Linked DNA regions of Hordeum vulgare: region 2 is linked to region 1. Evidence: chromatin contacts called from public Hi-C data. All regions are on one chromosome and are shown on one strand. The core of a region is the stretch at or near the end of the contact, and the rest is flanking DNA. Distances in the headings are between cores, read along the strand shown.

Region 1 (6,218 bases), core at 1,157-3,656:
TCCAAGCGACATTAACTTCGGACGCAACGCATCGAGCCAATGTATCGGGTCTTCAATTCAATGGCTGCATAGATGTGCGAGAGGCATGCACGGACACTTGCGTCGCGTTGTGTTGTGTTTATCGCTTGTTCGAAATCAGAGTGTCGTGTTCGCTTCTTCACCCGACCACCTGGTTCAGAATCAGATAAAAATAAAACCATGCGAGTGTTTAGTAAAATGCAGTTTACGCTATTCATGTAGTTTACTTTGACAAAAGGATAAATTTTATGTACTCTCTCTGATTTTTTTAGTCTGCATATAAGTTTTTTTTAATCTGCATATAAATTTTGTTTGAAGTCAAAGAATTTCTACTTTGACCAAATTAGTATAAAAAGTATCAACATTCACAATAGCAAATTGATATTGTTAGATTCATTATGAAATATAGTTTCATGGTATATATATTTGATATTGTAGATGTTAATATTTTTTTAATATAAATTTGGCTAAAATTTATAGAGTTTGACTTGAGACAAATATAATACATGGAATAAAAAGGACCGAAGGGAGTACTACTCAAAAGGAAGCATCGAAGAATACAAACACAATAAATACATAACCGACCTCGATATGATCAAGATGCACACAACTAATCCTAATTTATGCATGCAAAAAATCATGCTGCCCAAAAGAAAAATTATTTAAAGCTAAAGCTATGCATAGGCAAATGGAAAAGAGAAAATTCAAAGTGGTTAGACCAACGATTGATGAACTACAATAACCACCATTCGCTCTAACTATCCCATGACATCATAAAGACAACGAAAAAAAAATCTTTAGTAGCAACGCCTCCGAAAAAGGAAGGACGCTCAAACCCTGCCATTGTGAGATCCAACACCAATGGCTAGAACCTAGATCTTCACTTCGAAAGAGCAAGTTCGAGCAAATCCGAGCAATGCCTTAAAAAAGGTACACACGCAAAAACACTGTCAATTGTTAGGTAATCAACTACGGTACATCCTAGGGTTTTCACAGCCGAACTAGAGACCGGATACTGAAAAGCACTACCAAATCAAAAGCATAATGTGTTCTCGTCATTCCGGCAACGACATGTATACCAGTCATAACGTGAGCCATACAAGTGAAGTTCATGCCCGCACAAACAGAAAGTTGAGCCATAGGCTCTGAACAGTGAAGGTCACATGCCATAAAGATTGACGACCGGGGGGGGGGGGGGGGGGGGAGGTGCACCGCCAAATTTCTAATTTAGGATGCTTTGGCAACCCGCATCGTCCTCTTGCTCGACTATCCTCGTTTGTGGCGGCCAACTCGACAAGATGTGTCGTCATCCTCCCATGTGATGGTCTACTCGGGGCAAAATGTCAAGTGATGCCCACGTCTCGTTGCAATATTTCCCCCTTCTGGTTTACGGGATTTATCTTAAAATTTTAGTTTTTCTGCTTTATTAGTCTCAGTTTGGTTGTTCGTCATCACATGTTGAAATTTTAAAATGCATCAAATCGGTGCATGTAAAGATTGAGAGAACATCGACCTTGAAGTTCTTGTTCATGATGCATACATGCATTGGTAAACACAATCTTTTAAGTAAAACAAACACATTAATTAAGTATGTCTTATAACCTACAAAAACTATTCAACAAATTGAGAACTATAAACCGGAAGGGAGGTGGCATATGCAAGGCACAGCACACACGTAGTAGTACCAGTTGACGTAAACAGTTTGCAGATGTTGCATTTTACACGGCCAAGCCGCGGTCACGCTTCGTCTGTGCACCGGGGCGGCCGTTTCAGGGCCAGCCTGCCTGCTTGCATCGGCATTGCCCTGAGTCCTGACCCCCTTCAACGAAGGCGGCGGAGAATCGTGTTCGAGGAAAATAATTCGATCGCCACGATTCAAAACCCCGGCCCAGCCGGTCGGTACTCCGTCCACCGGTCCATCTATCTATCCATCCATGCCCGCTCCAACGCGGGCCCCCAGATATAACAACGCTCGACAACCCGGCCCACCAGCATAAATGCAAGCCGCGCGAGAATTGACCCGAACTCACTCACGCCCACGAAACGCGACCCACCCACCAGCCAGCCCCACCCACAGAGCCCGTCGGCCAGGGCCCCGACCCGAGCGAACCCAGGCCCGGCCCCACGCGCGCGGGCCCACCTGTCGGCGCGCATCGATGCGGGCGGACGGGAGCCAGTAAAGGCGGCCGGGCCCCAGGCCGCCATTTGGAGCCCACCGAACCCGCGGGTCGCGTCACCGCCCACCGCCGTCACCCTCCCCGCCGTTTCAAAATCGAGCGCGCGATAAACGTGCGCGCTGGCGTTACCGAGCCGCCGGTGAGGGTGCGGGCGGTGACCGGACCCGTATGCATAGGTACTAGCGTAGCTGTGCGCGTGCGTGCCGTTTTGTTTTCGCTGCGCTCGCCGTTCCGCGTGGAGGCGTTTTCGAAAAGTTGTTTCGTCACAGGCCCGGTCGGTCAGTCGGTCAGTCCGCCGCCGCCGCCGCCGCCGCCGCGAGGGAGGGAGAGGAGAGATCGCCGGAGGGGATGGCGGCGGGGGCGAGCTTCGGGCTGATGGACAAGGCCTACTTCGTGGGGCGGGGCGAGATCCTCAGCTGGGTCAATGCCACGCTGCAGCTCTCCCTCAACAAGGTCGAGGAGGTCAGTCAGCCACTCACTCACGCTCGCTTCCGATCCCGCCGCGTTGCCCAGGCGCTAGGCCGGGGAGGGAGCTCGTCGGCGGTATGGGGGCGGACATTTCGCCGGTGTTGGTTTGGGGGCTTTATTTAATGTTTCCGCGTCGATGCAGGCGGCGTCGGGGGCGGTGCAGTGCCAGCTGCTGGACATGGTTCACCCTGGATTGGTGCCGATGCACAAGGTTAGGAGGCCTCTCATGTGATTCTTTGGACCCGATTCATCCGTTCCGGAGTGCTGCGCTGCGATTGGGCGGTTTAGATGGCCGCGGATACGATGCTCATTTTGGGGGTTGTTTTCTGCAGGTGAATTTCGATGCCAAGACGGAGTACGACATGATCCAGAACTACAAGATTCTCCAGGACGTGTTCAACAAGCTGCGGATAGGCAAGGTACGGGTGATTCTCCCGGCCTAGCTCCCTCACCCGTGGATTTATGCGTGATTGTGCCTTGCATTTTGTCACCTGGGAAAGCAAAGGCGATCTGTCTGTACAGTAATTCAGTAATTCGGTTTATGCGGTGTGTTGGGATTCAGTCTGTAACAGATGTGTGGCATTGATGTCAGCGTGTGGTATATCCACAAGATGATTCGACAACAGACTAAATTTGCTGTGCAGCACTCAAGTTATGCTCATTGCTTTGCACAGTTGAGGAGGGATGGGGTTCGGATTAAGACCGTATTGAAAGCTAATGTGCAAAGTTTGGTTGGGGTCAAGTTTGGTGTTCTGTGGCTGTCTATGTTCAGCACTTGACACTTGATATCAGGGAAGGCTTTGATAGTGCGGTGGTGGTTGTTGTTTTAATGGCTTTTTTCGCATGTCACAACAAGTTTATGTTCCGATCCCGTACAATATAAACTTCAGAGTTGTGCTTTCTGAAAGTTTTGCCCATTTTAGGGCCTGTGTTTTAGCAAACCGACCTAAGGGTGCTTCTTCTCTGTTCTTCAGCTTCTACTCTTTATGAGTATAGGTAATCTGTAGCATAAAATGTTCTTTGTTGTGCTAATTAGTGGATGGATGCTTTCTGCAGAATATTGAGGTCAACAAACTTGTTAAAGGACGGCCATTGGACAACTTGGAGTTTCTGCAATGGTTGAAAAGATATTGTGATTCTGTGAATGGTGGAATCATGAATGAGTATGTGCCATGCTTGTGTTAAATGCAAACAAACTGCAATTTGTCAGTAACTATTATATTGATAAGACTATTTTCTCGTTTTAGAAACTACAATCCTGTAGAAAGGAGGTCCAAGGGTTGCAAAGAGCGCAGTCACAAGGGTTCCAACAAGCCATCCAAATCACTTCAAGCCAACAGATTATCTAGTGCTAACTCAGCAGATGGAGGTGCCCTGAATTCTAATATTGATCTTGGTACTTGTCACACATGTCTTTCTTTTAGTATATGTTTTTCTTTCTTTCTTACTCCCTCTGTTCCTAAATATTTGTCTTTTTAGAGATTTCACTATGAACTACATACGGGTGTATATAGACATAATTTAGAATATAGATTCATTCATTTTGCTTTGTATGTAGTCCATAGTTGAATCTCTAAAAAGACAAATATTTAGGAACGGAGGGAGTAGTATCTAGCATCAGTTCCATGCTATTCTTAATGAACTAGTGATGTTCCTTGATAAAAGATCAACGAAGGCATGAGTTGAAGCTGCCCAGCAGTTATCAGTTTGTGCTCATTTTTATTTGTAATAGCATAGAAGCTTTGTGTGACTTAATTAAATACTTAAATGACTCTATGCTAACTCAATCACGCAGCTTCTCCTATTGGAAAAGTCTGTAATGCTATTAACGAAGAGCATTACATGGAGCAGATTCAACAATTATCAGAGAAGGTAAGTGGTGTGTAACTTAAGGTGCTATTTCATTTTTATAGTATATCTTGTACTGTGGAAAAAACCCAGGTATCTGTACTGTACACTGTTATATCAGTATGTCACCCCAGTTTTATTCCAAAGTGTATTGTTTAAAAGTTATTTTTATATATAGACGTAAAACCTCAGTCTAGCTTCTTAATACTATACCGGTGAAACTTGTAGAATTCATCTTTGGCAGCTATAAATGTGGGCAAGTTGTATTCTTGTGGATGATAAATTCATCTAGTTGGTGATGTTACTATCTCTACTGGATTGCAGATTGCAGATCTGAAGGTTTCTGTGGACAACACTGAGAAGGAAAGAGACTTCTACTTCTCAAAGTTGCGTGACATCGAGATATTATGTCAAAGACCTGAGTTGGAGCATCTACCGGTAAAATAAATATCTTTTGGAAATCTTAAAGCTCTGCATTTTAAATTTTTATTGTACTCATCTGCATTCAAGGGCACCAGTGTCTGAATTTCAGTTAATTTGACAAAGAAGCTTCTTAGGGACCCCCAAGTTGATGTGGGGTGGTTGATTCCTAATCAATGCCACATTGCCACATAAGTTTGGCTAAAGGGGGAAGACTCCAACTGTCCGTTAGTAAGATAGAAATGAGCCTTCCTTGCGGATCACATTGCCACATAACATTATGTCTATATCGAAAGCAACATGTTCCCTTGTATCGCACCATTCTTTGGCACTTGAATCACAGTACCAAAGATTGTCCTCTACTATGCTGATCTTTAGATTGTTTCTAGCAACTCTGCAACAAACTAATGATTTGTACATCACTGACATGGTTGATAGTTCTGTATATTGGTTATTCAATTCATGATTTTTTTCATTTTAGTGTAATTATTAACCCGGACATTTTTCTTGATAGATGACCAAAGGGATAAGGAAGATACTCTACGCGGCTGATGCGAAGGATTCATCATTACCCGAGGCTAATGAAATAATCACCAGGTCACCCGGCATGTTCTCAGAGGAAGCGGAGTGACAAGTGCCAAGCGGAGTGACAAGCACCACGGGACGCGCCGTACCCCCAAAACCTTTGGTGGATAACTTTGTGGTTCTCCTATCAACCCGAGTAGCTCGTAATGTGTAAATTAATAGTAGTAGTAAATAACGTTTGACATGGGCAACTGCTTGCGTCCAGTCGCCTCCTGTTATGCAATGCGTATCACAAGACAGTTTTCCTGTATGAACACGGATGCGGTTATAATGTTATGGATAACTTCTTCGTCCTGCCCTGCAAAACCTTATGCTTCGTGTGCTATTGAGAGTACATAAATTTTGTAATATGGTGAACAGAAGAAGTTTGACTGAAACTATCATCTGATGAGTTGGAAAGCGGCTAACTTCTGTTTGGTCTAATGGAATTCTGCGATTGATGATGCCTGGAAAAGTCACCAATAAGTACATGACCGGGCATTAAAAAAAAGGGTGATTGTGGCGTCGGAGACATCTATATCTATATCTATACCTAATAATAAAGAGGCTATTGCTTCCGTCGGAAAACCCATCGAGGCATTTTTACAAAAAAAACCTTGTAATTTATGTTATTCAACCCGCGCTCCATTATTTATCTGGAACGCAAAAGGAAAAAACGATTCGTTGAAAAAATTATACCCGTACGCATCGCCTCCTCCCGTC
Region 2 (6,332 bases), core at 3,385-5,884, 170 kb before region 1:
GATTTAGTGTAGCTAGGGGCCATTACTCATATTCGTCCATGTAATCGAATAGACGGGCTCTAGTCCCGATAATTCAGATCTGCATATAATTGTATATATATGCTCGCTTGTAAGATAAGTTAATCTTATATATATATATATGCATAATTATTTCTATTTAAATTATATGAAAACTAATTCCCGAACACCAAACGAGGCATCACGTTAATCTCCCGAACACCTAAACCCTAAAACCCAAAAATAATTTCATTTAAAAAAAACTAAAAATAAGCAAAATCTGAAACTCTTTAGTCCCGGTCCGTGTAACGAACCGGGATTAAAGGGCCTGCCCCTCGGGCGCTACGAGGCGCCCACGTGGAGCACCTTTAGTCCCGGCTTGTAACAGGGCCGGGACTAAAGGTTAGGCCTTTAGTCCCGCCCCTTTAATCCCGGTTGGTGAACCGGGACTAAAGCCCCTTACGGGCCGGGGCTAAAGGCCCCGTCCCCACTAGTGGTATGATTGTGTCTAAAAGATGAAAGCAGGCTAGCGCATGTACCGGAGACGCCCAAGTAGGCGCTAAGAGCATATACACCTGGGTACACTAAATCCGATCCCTCAAATGCCCGTAAACACGGATAGTGGCCGGTCACACCGCAAACAATCGATTTCATAACTAGATATCTTAAATTAGAAATCTTAAATTTATACTATTGCATGCAATATAAACATAATCTTAAGCGGAGCTCATCCGGCTATGTCGTGTCCATGTCTGGCGACTGGTTGCGCCCCTCGGAGTGTTCATTCGATCATCGTCAAGGTAGAGTAGGGCATGGAACACGCATCGCCTCACATGACTCGAGGTGCTGCCGTCTTCCATCTCGTACTCTTTCTTGTTGGAACCAGAAACATTGACGGTGTCAGTGGACGTAGGATTGATGAAGGGTCTGTCCTGAGAGGAGTCAGCGAAGTCCACCACAACGCAGTTGCACGGCCCGAACTGATGCACCATAGAGAGCCTCGAAGAATGCGACTCTGTGTTGCCATGGTCCACTGGGTTGCTGTCGTCTCCCGTGCATGCTGCCTTGCATGGCAAGCACCATGCGCTATTTCGCCTGACGATGCCCATGTGTTCCCCTCCACCTCAACGTGTCAACGAAGGGGTTGTGCACCCATCATCGCGTTTGGACGTCAAGCGGACCGCACCGTTTCCAGTGAGACAGCGGCGACACGCGTCGCGATGGATCCATGCGCCATTTGGGCGCAACGGATTCTCGATGGTAGGAGTCCGACCGCTGCTGGCAGGCGGCCTTCTCCCTGGAGTGACGGAGCACAAGCCGGACGGTCATCTCCTCCTCGAGGCCGCGTGGGATGAGCACGGGGTCAATGGATTTGAACTTTTGAAGGTGTAAAACTCGTATGTGCTGCCACCATGCCGAAGAGGGTAGCTTGATTGGCGAAGCGGAGTGAAAAAGAGTCTAGTGAAGTGGCTAAGGTTTGTTTCGAAAAACAGATGTGAACAAATATATATGAGAACAGATGAGTCAACGTAGATGTGATCCAAGGTGATGGACATGTCGAGTCGCATCTAGCTCTTTCATATCCACCATATATTTAAACTGTATCGGTTAGTCAGATGTTTGACATTCGTGTAAGCCGTTCGCCTAAAATAATTATTTTTTACGGATCAATGACCGAGCCGTCCGTCCAAGCATATACAGGGATCAAGAAGCCCGACTATAGATGCTCGAAAGCTTTGATCCGAACGCAGTGTCGACGCGGCAACACATCACTCTATGGCTACAAAAAGGTTCAATGTGGCAGGACAAAGCGTGGGTTCACACGGAAAAAAAAAGAGGCTCGTTTGCTAGCTACCGTATGTCGATACGCAAATAGTGTGGGGCAGACACCAGCGGCATGGCATGCAACAGTCGACACTCGCAAGTCGCAACCAGGTCCTTGTGTACGGGCCACCGGGCACGCACGCACGAACCGCATTTGTCGCAAGCATACGCGCACGACACTGTGACGCGGGGCTACCAGAGACAGGAGCACGGCTGTAGCTACGCGTACGCACGCCCTCCACGGGACGCACGAGCGGGCGAACGTGTACGTGCGCACGGGGCCCCGGGCGGTCGTTGCCGGTACGCCTCCGTGCACAGGGAAACGAGATCGCCGACGCGATCCCGGTGAGGGCGCCGTACGTCGCGTGGCCCCCGCCGTGGCGCACAGTTGGCCGGACCGCGCGCCGCCACCAACCATCGGCGTGTGCACGCGCGCGCACGGCGATTCTTGGGCGATTGAGGGAGCCCGACGTGCCAGCGGCCACGCACGTACGGTACGGGGAGCCTGCTAGTTTGGTTGCCACGCAAAGTTCGGCTACTGTCAGTCAACGTGATTAAGTTGTATATAGTCGTGTGCCACTGCGCAGGTTGGTGCTGTCGGCTCTAGCTCACTTCACGTGCGGTTGATCGCCACGGATTTTGGCCGACGAAACATGTTCACAGCTTCTCTACCCAACTATCGTGGCTTGCTCATCCTACCCCCATCAGGACAGCAAACAAAACAAAGCTGAGACTCGTGAGCCGTTTAAAAAAATATATAATTATTATTTTGACCCAGCCCGAGATCGAGTACAAAAATAAGCTGAGAACCAAAGCATTTTATGTAGCTCGATCAAGAAATCTTGAGCCAAGACTAAGTCGAGATGGACTTTCGTATCTTCCAGATCAAGACTAACTTGATATCCCGAGATCAAGGTTTTTTCATAGTGGGTCGGCTGGTCGGACGGTTTTGGGAAGGTTATATGAACCTGTTTTGGAACCTTTCTATCGGTTTTGCAATGGCTTTTTATAAGTTTTTTTTGTTCGTTTCTATCTTCCAGATTTCTTTTGATTTATTTTTTGGTTTATCTTTGTACACTGCTACGCATCGGTCGACCGATCTTTTTCTTTACACTGCTACACCTTGCAGGCCATTAGATCCAAGACAATCTAGCGATAAAGGTCTTTCTTTACTTTGCAACAAAGACCTTGTTACAGAAATATTCGTAATATTGATTGTGTTGCGGATTTTTTTTCTGTAACATACGCTGCGTTGTTAAATAAAAAATTGTGACATAAAATGTGTAACGGTATATTTTATGCAACATAAGTTGCATTGCAGAATTTTCTTTTGTCTTTACTTTTTATGCAATAAGGATCTTATTACGGAAGAAATTTTGCAACATAGGTAATGTTCAAGAAAAGATAGAGATGCAAGATTGAAAAATAAACGGCATGTTTGACGAAGAGATAAGTCCTCGTCTTTCGCTGTGTGAGACCTTGAGGGCACGTAACGCTTAAACAAGGTGACGGACGCGGCGATTGTTTTCATCCGATTGACACTGAACGTTTCCCTTTATCTTTTCCTCTTTTCTGTATTTCTTTATATTTTTTTACATTTCTTTTCTTAAAACTTTCGAAATTAACACATGTCAAATCTTTCAATACACATTGGTACATTTTCCATGTACTTGTGGAACATGTTTTTGATAAAAGCGCTCGACATTTCTCAATTACCCAAACTTGTTTCTAAACCAGTGGAACAGTTTTGCAGATTTTTTAAACACTTCTCAAAAATATCATGAATATACTTTTGAAGCGCATAGACATTTTAAAAAACATGCCACATACATATTTGAACGTTACAAAACATCTTTTTAAACTACACGAATATGTTTAACATTGAATAAACATTTTTCAGACATGTCAAGGAATACTTCCAGACGGCTTGAACAATTTTTGGAAATTTTATGTTCATATTTCTAATAATACCAATACTTTTTCAAATTTACGCAAATATTTTTATACCATTCACATTTTTTAGATGTGTGATGAATGGTATATGTAAATTATTTTATGAAATATATAACATAAATATTTTTCGAATACACTGTACAAATGTTTTATGGATTAAAATATTATTACGCATCTTTAACAATCTTAAATACATGATTAATGTTTTTTCTATTGTATGTTCTGATATCTACACATTTTTTCATGTATCTTGTACATTTTCCGCGTATACATGAAACATTATTTTATGCATTTTCAACATTTTCAAAATACATGATTAACATTTTATAAATGGATGTCTTTTATATCTACGTTTTTTGTATACATAAAAAAACATTTTTTACATGTGCAATAAAGTTTTAATAGATGATTAATATTGTTTTTCGAAATACATGTTTTGATGTCTAGTTTGTGCCATACACATTGTACATTTTCTAAAATACATCTGAAACATACAGTTTACATATGTTTAATAGTTTTCAAATACATAATTAACATTTTTAGAACACATGTGTTTGAACTTTTTTGTTCTAAGATTTCTTTAAATAAGTGTTGAAACCTTTCTTATTCAAGTGCTATCAACATTTTTTTAAAATTGCACCAACATTTTCTTGACACTGCTCAAACATTTTCTCAAACTTAGGTGATCTTCACCAATTATATTTATTTGAAAAAATTTAAATATGATAAAAAATGGAAAATGGAAAATGAAAATGAAATTGAGTAAATAAACGAACAAAAGCAATAAACACTGAGCGAGTCAAACGAATGGCGCTACTGGGTCAGCCATTACCATTTCACTTCTGTCTCGCAGGTTCGCCTATATACCTCGCTCTGGGGAGGTTTAAGGCAGCGTCGCTCCAAAGACGCTTATGTCGGACGGTCTAGTAGCGGGTCGACCGTTTCTTTCAATTTCAGTACTTTTTCTACATTAGTTTATATTTTGTAATAGTATACTAAATCCGGACATTTGAAAATATTCTTAAAATTATAACTTTGAAAAAAAAAATCTAACGCAGTGTGAAAACTATTCTGAAAACTATGAATTTAAAAATTGTTGACGACGTTCAAAAAAGGGTTAATTGGATAAATACCACTCAAATTCTGGCGACCCCGAGAATGGTCACTGCAATTTCCAAGCATTAAAAAATGCCACTGCAATTTTTGCCGACTCAAAATGATATTTTTCAAAGTTTGGAAATTATACTGGCATTTCTCAAAATCGCCAAAATTCGAGTGGCATTTATCAAATTAACCTGATAAAAATGTTTGTGACCTTTAAAATGTTTACATATACCTAAAACAATTTATATTAAAAATGATTTCTAATTCATATATTTGAAAATTGTTTGTCATGTATTTTGAAAATGTTAACTCTGTATGAAAAATATTCTAGATGTATATAAAAATATACAACGTGTAAGTAACGAAGTGCACATAATAAATTTTAGAAAATGTCAATCTTGCATCTAATTTTTTTGAAAGATGTATACAAATGTGCGTGGTGTATGAAATAAATGATCAACATGTATAGTAACACGTAGACACCAAAAACTGTTAATCATGTGTTTAAGAATGTTGAAGGGGTATAAAACTGATTTATATGTTTATCAGATTTATAGAATGAGCATGAGAAGGAAAATATGTATCAGAAACATATATTTGAACAAACATAATCACATATTTAGAAATATTCAACGTGCATACCATAAAAACAAAACAACTGAAGAATCCAATGAAAACCGTGGAAGAAAAAATTAACAAAATAAGCCCAATAGGAAAGAAACTCAAGAAAACTAATGCAAGAAATGGAAGCAGTGAAAACACAGAGAAAAATAAGAAAACCGACAAAGAAATGATGAAACAAAAAATCAATAAACAAAAATAAGAAAAATGAAAGTTAACAAAAACTAAAAAAGAAACAAAGAAATACAGAAAAAAAAACAGAAGAAAGAAAAATGGAAAGAAAAAACCAAGAAAACTGCAACAGCGAGGGAGCCACCATGAACAAACACTATAAATAGGTTGGCCTATTACTGTACCACCACTTGAAAATCTTATGATGAAATGGGAGGCTCTCGCTACAAGCAAGATATGGTTATTAACCACTTCCTACTGCTCCCGCGTCGCTCCCTCCTCGGGGCAACACGGGCGGCGACCCCCGCCCCTATCACTGCCATCCACCTTCAGCCACCTCCCCCTCCCTCGCCGTCGCTGGTGGCCTCCGACAGACAAAGGTTGCGCAGATCCAGCGACGGCTGGGTGCTCTCTAGCTGCTCTTCGCTTGGGAGGAGGGGATATCGCGAGCGGTTGGGCGGTTGCCCGGCACTGGGCTTTGTGCCGGAGTCCTCGCGCGTGGCGGAGGCGGTCGGGCTGCAAGACGTCTCGTCGCGGCCGTGGGCGCGCCGCCGCTGGTGTGTCGCTCGTCTTGTCTCGATGGGATCTCGTGGGCTACAACTTGCACAGGCTGGGATGCGGGTGGAGAGAGGCTAATTAGCAGGGTTTCAGTTGTCTATTAT

Evidence for each region. Hi-C and Micro-C count contacts between places; a contact is called where the count stands out from the background.
Region 2: a Hi-C map of seedling shows a contact between it and region 1, with 2.7 times the contacts expected there. The contact joins the enhancer-like site here to the promoter of LOC123428192 in region 1. A contact is called at or near these places in 1 of 6 Hi-C or Micro-C datasets (seedling) and 1 of 1 datasets of contacts at active chromatin or transcription factors (embryo).

Annotation. Positions count from the first base shown.
Region 1 is chr2H:638,153,625-638,159,842 of MorexV3_pseudomolecules_assembly, reverse strand. It overlaps LOC123428192 (microtubule-associated protein RP/EB family member 1A-like), which reads left to right and starts at 2,406. Exons shown (of 8, transcript XM_045112379.1): 1 at 2,406-2,657; 2 at 2,806-2,874; 3 at 2,996-3,082; 4 at 3,720-3,826; 5 at 3,911-4,032; 6 at 4,459-4,535; 7 at 4,836-4,949; 8 at 5,446-5,822. The coding sequence starts at 2,544. The coding sequence ends at 5,562.
Region 2 is chr2H:638,326,778-638,333,109 of MorexV3_pseudomolecules_assembly, reverse strand. No RefSeq gene overlaps it. Among protein-coding and RNA genes, the nearest start is that of LOC123431066, 39 kb to the left of the region's middle. Within about 2 kb of position 4,634, at least 2 of the 3 cell types and tissues checked have open chromatin away from gene starts, as enhancers often do. A contact at or near this core is called in seedling, where this site is marked.